2 separate regions of the Mus musculus genome follow, and region 2 is linked to region 1. Evidence: chromatin contacts called from public capture Hi-C data. All regions are on one chromosome and are shown on one strand. The core of a region is the stretch at or near the end of the contact, and the rest is flanking DNA. Distances in the headings are between cores, read along the strand shown. Region 1 holds the start of Fam83b (family with sequence similarity 83, member B). Region 2 holds the start of 5730403I07Rik (RIKEN cDNA 5730403I07 gene).

The links. Capture Hi-C pulls out chosen DNA fragments and counts their contacts.
Region 2: a contact with region 1 is called in a capture Hi-C map of embryonic stem cells, with 4 times the contacts expected there. The contact joins the promoter of 5730403I07Rik here to the promoter of Fam83b in region 1. A contact is called at or near these places in 1 of 39 promoter capture datasets (embryonic stem cells), 1 of 115 datasets of contacts at active chromatin or transcription factors (embryonic midbrain) and 1 of 9 other capture datasets (embryonic stem cells).

The regions. Positions count from the first base shown.
Region 1 is chr9:76,564,980-76,568,589 of GRCm38.p6, reverse strand. Fam83b (family with sequence similarity 83, member B) reads left to right here and starts at 1,475. Exons shown (of 5, transcript NM_001045518.2): 1 at 1,475-1,526.
Region 2 is chr9:77,397,064-77,400,822 of GRCm38.p6, reverse strand. It overlaps 5730403I07Rik (RIKEN cDNA 5730403I07 gene), which reads left to right and starts at 1,407. Exons shown (of 4, transcript NR_040378.1): 1 at 1,407-1,556.

The DNA.
Region 1 (3,610 bases), core at 226-2,725:
AGATTGTCTCCGCCCCTTGTCCCTCAGCTGATTTCCTTTCTCCTCTGCTCTTCCTACATAATCCTCCTCCTGCCCCACTCCCCTCTTCCACGCAGTTCCCTCCTTCCATAGACTTCCAATATCTATTTGTTCTATTTGGTTTCTCCTTCTGAGACTGACTCCCTGAACTCTCCTGTTCTTTGGCTTCTTTGGGTCTGTGGATTGTAGCATGGTTATCTGTACTTTATGGCTAATATCCACTTATAAGTGACTACATACTATGCATGTCCTTTTCGGTCTGGGTTACTTCACTCAGGGAGATATTTTCTAGTTCCATCCATTTGCCTGCGAAATTCAGGATGTTTTTAATGGCTGAGCAGTATTCCATCGTGTAGACAGACCACATTTGAGATTGAGGGACCCGAAGAGGACAGGGACCCCACAGGAAGACCAACAGAGTGTCATCTAACCTGGACTCTTGGAATCTCCCAGAGAATGAATCACTAACCTGGGTGAGCACGGCTTGACCTAGGCTCTCTGCACATGTGTAGCAGATGAGCAGTTTGTTCTTCCTGCAGGTCCCTCAGACAAGGAGAACAGGGGCTATCCTAGTCTGTTTGTTGCCTACCAGCCTGCCTGTGGATCCCACACCCTTAAATGGACAGCCTTGTCTGGCCTCCATAGGAGAGGATATGCCTAGTCCTGCAGCAACTTAATGTTCAGCGTGGGTAGGGTAGTGGTGGGATGACAGCAGTGTGGCCTGACACCCAGAAGGGGGCTTCCCCTCTCAGGGGAATGGGGAGAGGACTTACTTGAGGGGAGGGGGGCACTGGGAGGAGAGGAAGAGCTGATATTTGGGTTGTAAAGTGAATAAATACATTTAATTAAACAAATCAAATTTCAGTCTCTGCTTCTTCCATTGTTCCCAGGAGAGAGCTGCTTGTATTGCTGACATCCCTGTTTTCAACTCTGTCCTTTCCTTCCAAGTAAATCAAGACAGTCGAAAATCCATACCCAAGCTGCTGGTTTTTGAAATTCTTTCTTTCAACTACCTTTCAATCTCTGTCTTTTCCAAACCAGCCAGGGGGCCTGCCCTGCGGGCTGTGGGCTACGGGCTGCGGGTCAGCCCTGCTCCAAAGCTTGGGGCTCCAGAGTGCATCCTGGAGCCCAAGAGCCAGGCGGAAAGCACCCCTGTCCAGCTCAAAGGTCCACCTTCTTCCCAGGTGTGCTTGGCTTTTCCGGGTCCCTGCTCGCAGCGCGCAGGTGTCCAGACTTGCTCCAGCGTCCCAGCCCGGCGGGCGAGGAGGAAAAGAAAGAGTGCTGTGTGCAGGGCTGGGATTTTGAGTTCAGACAGGGCGCTGGGCCGTGTGTGCTACTCTGTGTAGAGAATCGGGACCTGTTGCAACTCGCCGCCCCCTGGTGACACGCTCGGCACCGCCCGGGAGGTGCGGCCAGCTCCCGCCCGCCGCCCGCGCAGGTGCGCCTCCCTCCTCCCAGCTTCCTGGGCGCCACCTTCGCAGCGGCGGCGGCGGCAGCAGTGGCGGCGGGTGAGTGGAGCACGGGGACCGGACGGGGCCTGCAGAGTGCGGGGCTGCGCTCCAGGACTCTTCCTTGGACTTGGGGAGAGGGAGTTACAAAGTTTTGAAAGTGATGTCTCTGACTTTGGAGGTGCGGTCTAGAGAACAGGCGCCGCCCCCCCCAGGATCGCTTGATGAATTTCCTGCTGGCGAGAAGGACCCTCAGAGAAGATTAGGTGGAAGAGGGTCTGGGGAGAGCGAGGGAAGAGGGTGGAAATGGACGGGTCTGGGTTACCAGGAAGCCCAGAGCTCGGCTGCAGAGAGAGCTCAAAGACCAAGCAGAAGTTGAAGAGGAAGAGTTTTTCTATGATCCACTTTCTCTCTGCTGGATGATTAATTACAGTTGGGGTGCCTTGGGTCTGTGACCTCACTGAGCTCTCCAGATGGTTCTGATCCCTTGGGAATCCGCCCCTGTAGGTTGTGACCTTAAGCACAGAGGTGGCTTCTGGAAGGGTCTTGGAGACTTCAAGCCTGTTCTGTCTGATGGGTTTCCTGTGAGCGAGGGAGCGGAGAGCTTGTGTTTACTGCTGGGATCATGAGTGTGTAAAAAGACAATAGTGCTTTTTAGGACAGATGGGAGGTTATGGGAATGCCGGCGGCCCTTTGGCTATGGTTAGTGTGATAAGGCTACAGATTACAAGGTCTCTCTGATCTAGAGGTGGAGACTAAATAAATACATATCAAGAGACAAGAAGACATGCTGGTTGCAAGCAGTTGAAGCGAGATTATAATTTCCCACAGTCCATTTTCAGACTCAACCTCCTAAATCCAGGTTACTGGCAGGCACCTCCCTTCTTTCCCTTTCTCATCCCAACAAGCCCAAGGGCCCAAGGACATCTGACTGATGCTGAATCAGAGCTGACAAGCCACAGGGAAAGGAGGAAGATGATGAGAGGAGCTTAGGAGAGAAAACAGCTTGGAGTTTTCCAAAGTAAAGAACCAATGATGATTGCAAAGTGGGGCGGAGATCTGTCAGTCTTCTACTTACTGTCACTCTTAGTTCCAAGCACAGTAGCTAGCTGTCCCTACACCATCAGATTGCTAATTCCACCCCTTTGCTTTTGGGACTGGGACATTAGGGATGTATGCTTCTACCAAGGGTGTTTGGTGCAGCCTGCAGAGCCTGCCTGAGGGGATGGGTGGATCTCCTTTTTAAGCCTGGCAGGTGGAGACTGCAGCTGCTCAGAATTTACTGTGGGAAGTAGCTCAGTTGAAGAGTTGGTGAAAGGGATTGCACAGATGCAGAGACAAACCACACCCCTGGTGCTGACTCAGTGATGTCTCTGCGATTATGCTTTTGAGTTTACTTCTTAACTGGCAACATTCTTGGGGTGGAATAAGTAATCTATGTACATATGTATAACGATTAATTGTTAATTGTAATTATTTTAAAATATAATTACAATAATTAATTATTAGCTAATTATCTGTTGGTCGCTTCCTGTAGTTGTCACACATGCCTTACAGTGTATAGTCATGCTTGTTTATTGAGAATATTTTTTAAAAGATATTTTAAAAGATTATATTTATATTATCGTGTGTGTGTGTGTGTGTGTGTGTGTGTGTGTTATAAAGGGTATGGAGGGAAGACGACAGCAGCTCTGGGAGGTAGTTCCCCTCCCACTGTGGAATCCTGAATTAACCCAGGTAGTCAGACTTGTACCACAAGGCATTTGCTGGCAAAGACATCTCAAGGCCCTTATTAGTATTTTCTTAAGTTGACTATTTCACTCTCCAGCCCTCCCTTACATACACCCCATTCAGTTAGACTGAATCATAACAAGTTTATAACACGTAACATTGTTTACATTGGCCTCCAGAATACTGTGGTGAACCTGTGGTCTCATTAAAGCAGAGGTCGCCGATAATCATAGTCCCGGTTGTAGGATGTTCTTCAGAAAGGGACCACTTAGTTTAATTTGACTAATTATTTGCAAAGTGACAAGTTATCCTTGTCTAGCTAGTTAGGTGAGTATGCTTGTTTGCCCCCTTTGTAGCTTGTAGTTGTTAGTGTCTACAAATAATATCTCTTAAATACAATGTCATTGATAGAA
Region 2 (3,759 bases), core at 158-2,657, 830 kb before region 1:
TGGTGTCAGCGTTTGGAAGCTGATTATGGGATGGATCCCTGGATATGGTCCATCCTTTCTTCACAGCTCCAAACTTTATCTCTGTAACTCTTTCCATGGGTGTTTTGTTCCCAATTCTATGAAGGGGCACAGTGTCCACACTTTGGTCTTCGTTCTTCTTGAGTTTCATGCGTTTAGCAAATTGTATCTTATATCTTGGGTGTCCTAAGTTTCTGGGCTAATATCCACTTATCAGTGAGTACATATTGTGTGAGTTCCTTTGTGATTGTGTTACCTCACTCAGGATGATGCCCTCCAGGTCCATCCATTTACCTAGGAATTTCATAAATTCATTCCTTTTAATAGCTGAGTAGTACTCCATTGTGTAAATGTACCACATTTTCTGTATCCATTCCTCTGCTGAGGGGCATCTGGGTTCTTTCCAGCTTCTGGCTATTATAAGGTCACTGAGCTTTTTTTTTTTTTTTAATAATTTCTTTATTATTGTACACTGTAGCTGTCTTCAGACGCACCAGAAGAGGGCGTCAGATCTCATTCCAGGTGGTTGTGAGCCACCATGTGGTTGCTGGGATTTGAACTCAGGACCTTTGGTAGAGCAATCAGTGCTTTGACCCGCTGAGCCATCTCGACAGCCCAGGTCACTGAGCTTTTAAGGGAAGAGGTTTGACATAGATGTCTCATTTAAAGCCGAGAATTCAACAGGTATTCATTCTCTGCATGTTGACTGGTTGTGGGTCTCTGTCTTAATCACCAGCTATGCCTAAACTAAGCCTCTTTGGTGGGCATTGAGAACTACATTAATCTGTGGGTATAAGATAAGAATTTAGGGAAGCGCAATTTATGACTTTGTCTATTTAACAGAGTGACTCTCAACTTTCGTAATGCTTTGAACCTTTAATACAGTTCTTCATGTTGACCCTGCCCCCCACACCATAAAAATTTTCATTGCTACTCTATAACTGTAGCTTTGCTATTGTTGTGAATTGTAACGTAAATATCTGATATGCAGGATGGTCTTAGATGACCACCATGAAAGGGTTGTATAGCCTGTGGAGTCTTGGAGGGAGGTGCTGTCCCTTCAGTGGTCTCAGAGATACTCTTAGTGTCTCGATAACCTAAAATAAAATCTTAGGAATTTTATAAATATAACCCAATGATTTAGTGTCTAGTAAGAAAGTTTTCTGAAAGATGGTCTGAAAGTTTTCAGAACGATTATTTTTGAAATGACCATGTTACACTTTCTCAGAGTCGGTGGCCTTTGCATGTCTAAGTTCCTCTTAGCAGTGTCAGCAGCTGGGCCTTGCTTCAGGAGCAAATAGGGATGCTATTGTGGGTGAAACCAGTCACCTGGTCCTACCTTGCCTCCCACGACCTGGGGACAGGGCTTGTGAAATCTCCTAAGAGCTGTGACACAGGAGATCCCCAGAGGAGCTCATTACCTGGAAAGGGAACTTCACGGTGGTTTTTGCACAAACTCAGATCAGCTAATGAAAAGCGGAAGGAAGAGTCAGTCAGCCAAGAACAAGAAGACGGGAGACAGAGCACCTGCGGGAGACGTAAGAAAAGATTTCCTTTAAAATAGGTCTTAAAGATAAATAGCCACAGGCATTTCTCTCTGTGGCTATATACTTCAGCAACTATAAAGAAATATCCTGCTAGTTTGGGCTTTTAGAAAATGTGCGCGCGGATAGCCGTGTCACCTGGCCACCTTGCTGAGTTTCCCCCATTAGGCTCTCTCAGCCTCTCAATACAGGTCCCCTTTGTGTGATGATGGCCTGTTGCCATGGTACCACTAAGCCAGCTTTCCTGAAGATGGACCTGCTAATAGGCTTTTCTGTTCTCAATTTCAGGAAGGGAGTGGAGAGAGGGAAGGAAATCTAATCATTCCAATTTATCTAATGAGTTCCTTGAAGGACTGTGAAAGATTGGCTATTTGTACATCGAGGTGTTGAGACAATTCCCTAATATATATTGTGCTCAAACATTTTTTTAATTGAAAAAAAATGTTCACTTTGAACTTTCCAATCTGTGTTGTCATACTGCAGTTTGTTTTATGAGATGTCAACTTTTTTTTTTTTTTTTTTTTTAACCACGAACGCTGCCTTGTAGGCTGGACTTAAGTCACTTAAAATTACATTTAGTGTGTGTGTGTGTGTGTGTGTGTGTGTGTGTGTGTGTGTGTGTGTGTGTGTGTGTTGTGTGCACACTTAACCATGGTGGGATCATGGAGGGCAGTTTTGGAGTCAATTCTTTTCTTCCACCATTTGGTTCCAGAGGATTGAATTCAGGTGGGCAGGCTTGGTGCAAACACCTCACCTGTCCCACATTTACCTGCCTATTGGGTGGAGTATGGTCTGCAGATGCAGCATTGTGCCTTACAGAGCATCACATTAGAGTGAAAGAAGGCTTTTTACAAAGAAAGGTGCTCTCTTCTCATTAGTGTAAGATGCTTTGCGTGTCTCAACTCCTTGAAGGATTGATTGGTGACCATCCTGGTTATTACTCTCAGCGTTGCTTAGCTTTTAAAACTGGTTTGCTGGTAATTTTAGTAGAGTGCTTATTATTTTAATAAATAGGAGATAAAAAAAACCTTAAGAGTAAGGACCACCTCACTAGTTACTTTCTTTATTATATAAATTTTATTATTTAATTAAAGTTTAAAAGTCAGATTGATTAAGATTAATTAATTTAAAAAATATATATGTATATGTATATGTATATGTATATATATGTGTGTGTGTGTGTGTGTGTATTTATATTTACCCTCCCCATCTCTAGTCTAAATGTAAAGCAACGATATTTAAGTCGATAGTGGACTTTAGCTACTCACAATCTTCACAGATGGAGATTTCTTTGTTAGTGGAACAGGAGAAGTATGTCTCGCTGCCTGGCATCACCTGAAGTTACCGATGCTTTGTTGCTATCCATCCAGAAACATCTTCGTCTGTGTACCGCCACTGTCCAGTGTGGGACGGGCAGGAGCAGACTTAGTTTGGGAGTTAATGATGTACCCTTCCCCTAAAATCTGACTACGGAGCAGCTGTCTTTCCTGACTTCAGTCTCTGGTTGTTTAAATACACTTCTATCATACGGTGTCTTGGGTCTTTCTGTCGTCCTTAATATGGACATCACTGAGAAACTGGAAAGGAAATAAGATGTCTTTGAAGCTCCTCAAGCCGCAGAGCTGTCAGTCATTTGCAGGAACGACATAGCAATCTAAAGGACATTGCTATTTTGAATTTCCTAAATCTCTTCAGAGATTCAGGCATGTCTGTTTCCAGGGTCATATCATTTCTGTTCTGCTTGTCTCCCCTGTTGCTTAGGAATAAGCGCTGGAGGACTCCTGGGAAGGCTCTCCCAGATAAAAGCAGATTTAAACTAGTTACAGGAACAAAAGGGTGGAAATTATCTTGAATTACTTTCTTAAAGTCTTCACCAGTTTTAATTCACTTTTTTTGGTGAACATTATGATTTAAAAATTTGCTCCTTTTTTTTTTGAATGAAGACTTCACAGATATATAAAGGATTTTGAATCAAAGCTGCATCAGTGTAAAAGGTTAGTTTATTCTGAATGAAAATGAAAGAGTCAACAAAACAAGTCAAGGACGGCCTGGAGCGAGGTCACTGGCTGTTACAGGTTGTTTACCATCAACCAGACTTTGCAAGGTGTGTTGAAAAGAACCAGAGGCTGCGATACAGGCAGAGTCGTTTGCCAATCTGGTTTAAGTGATATCAACTTTGTTAGAAACAACCTTACTT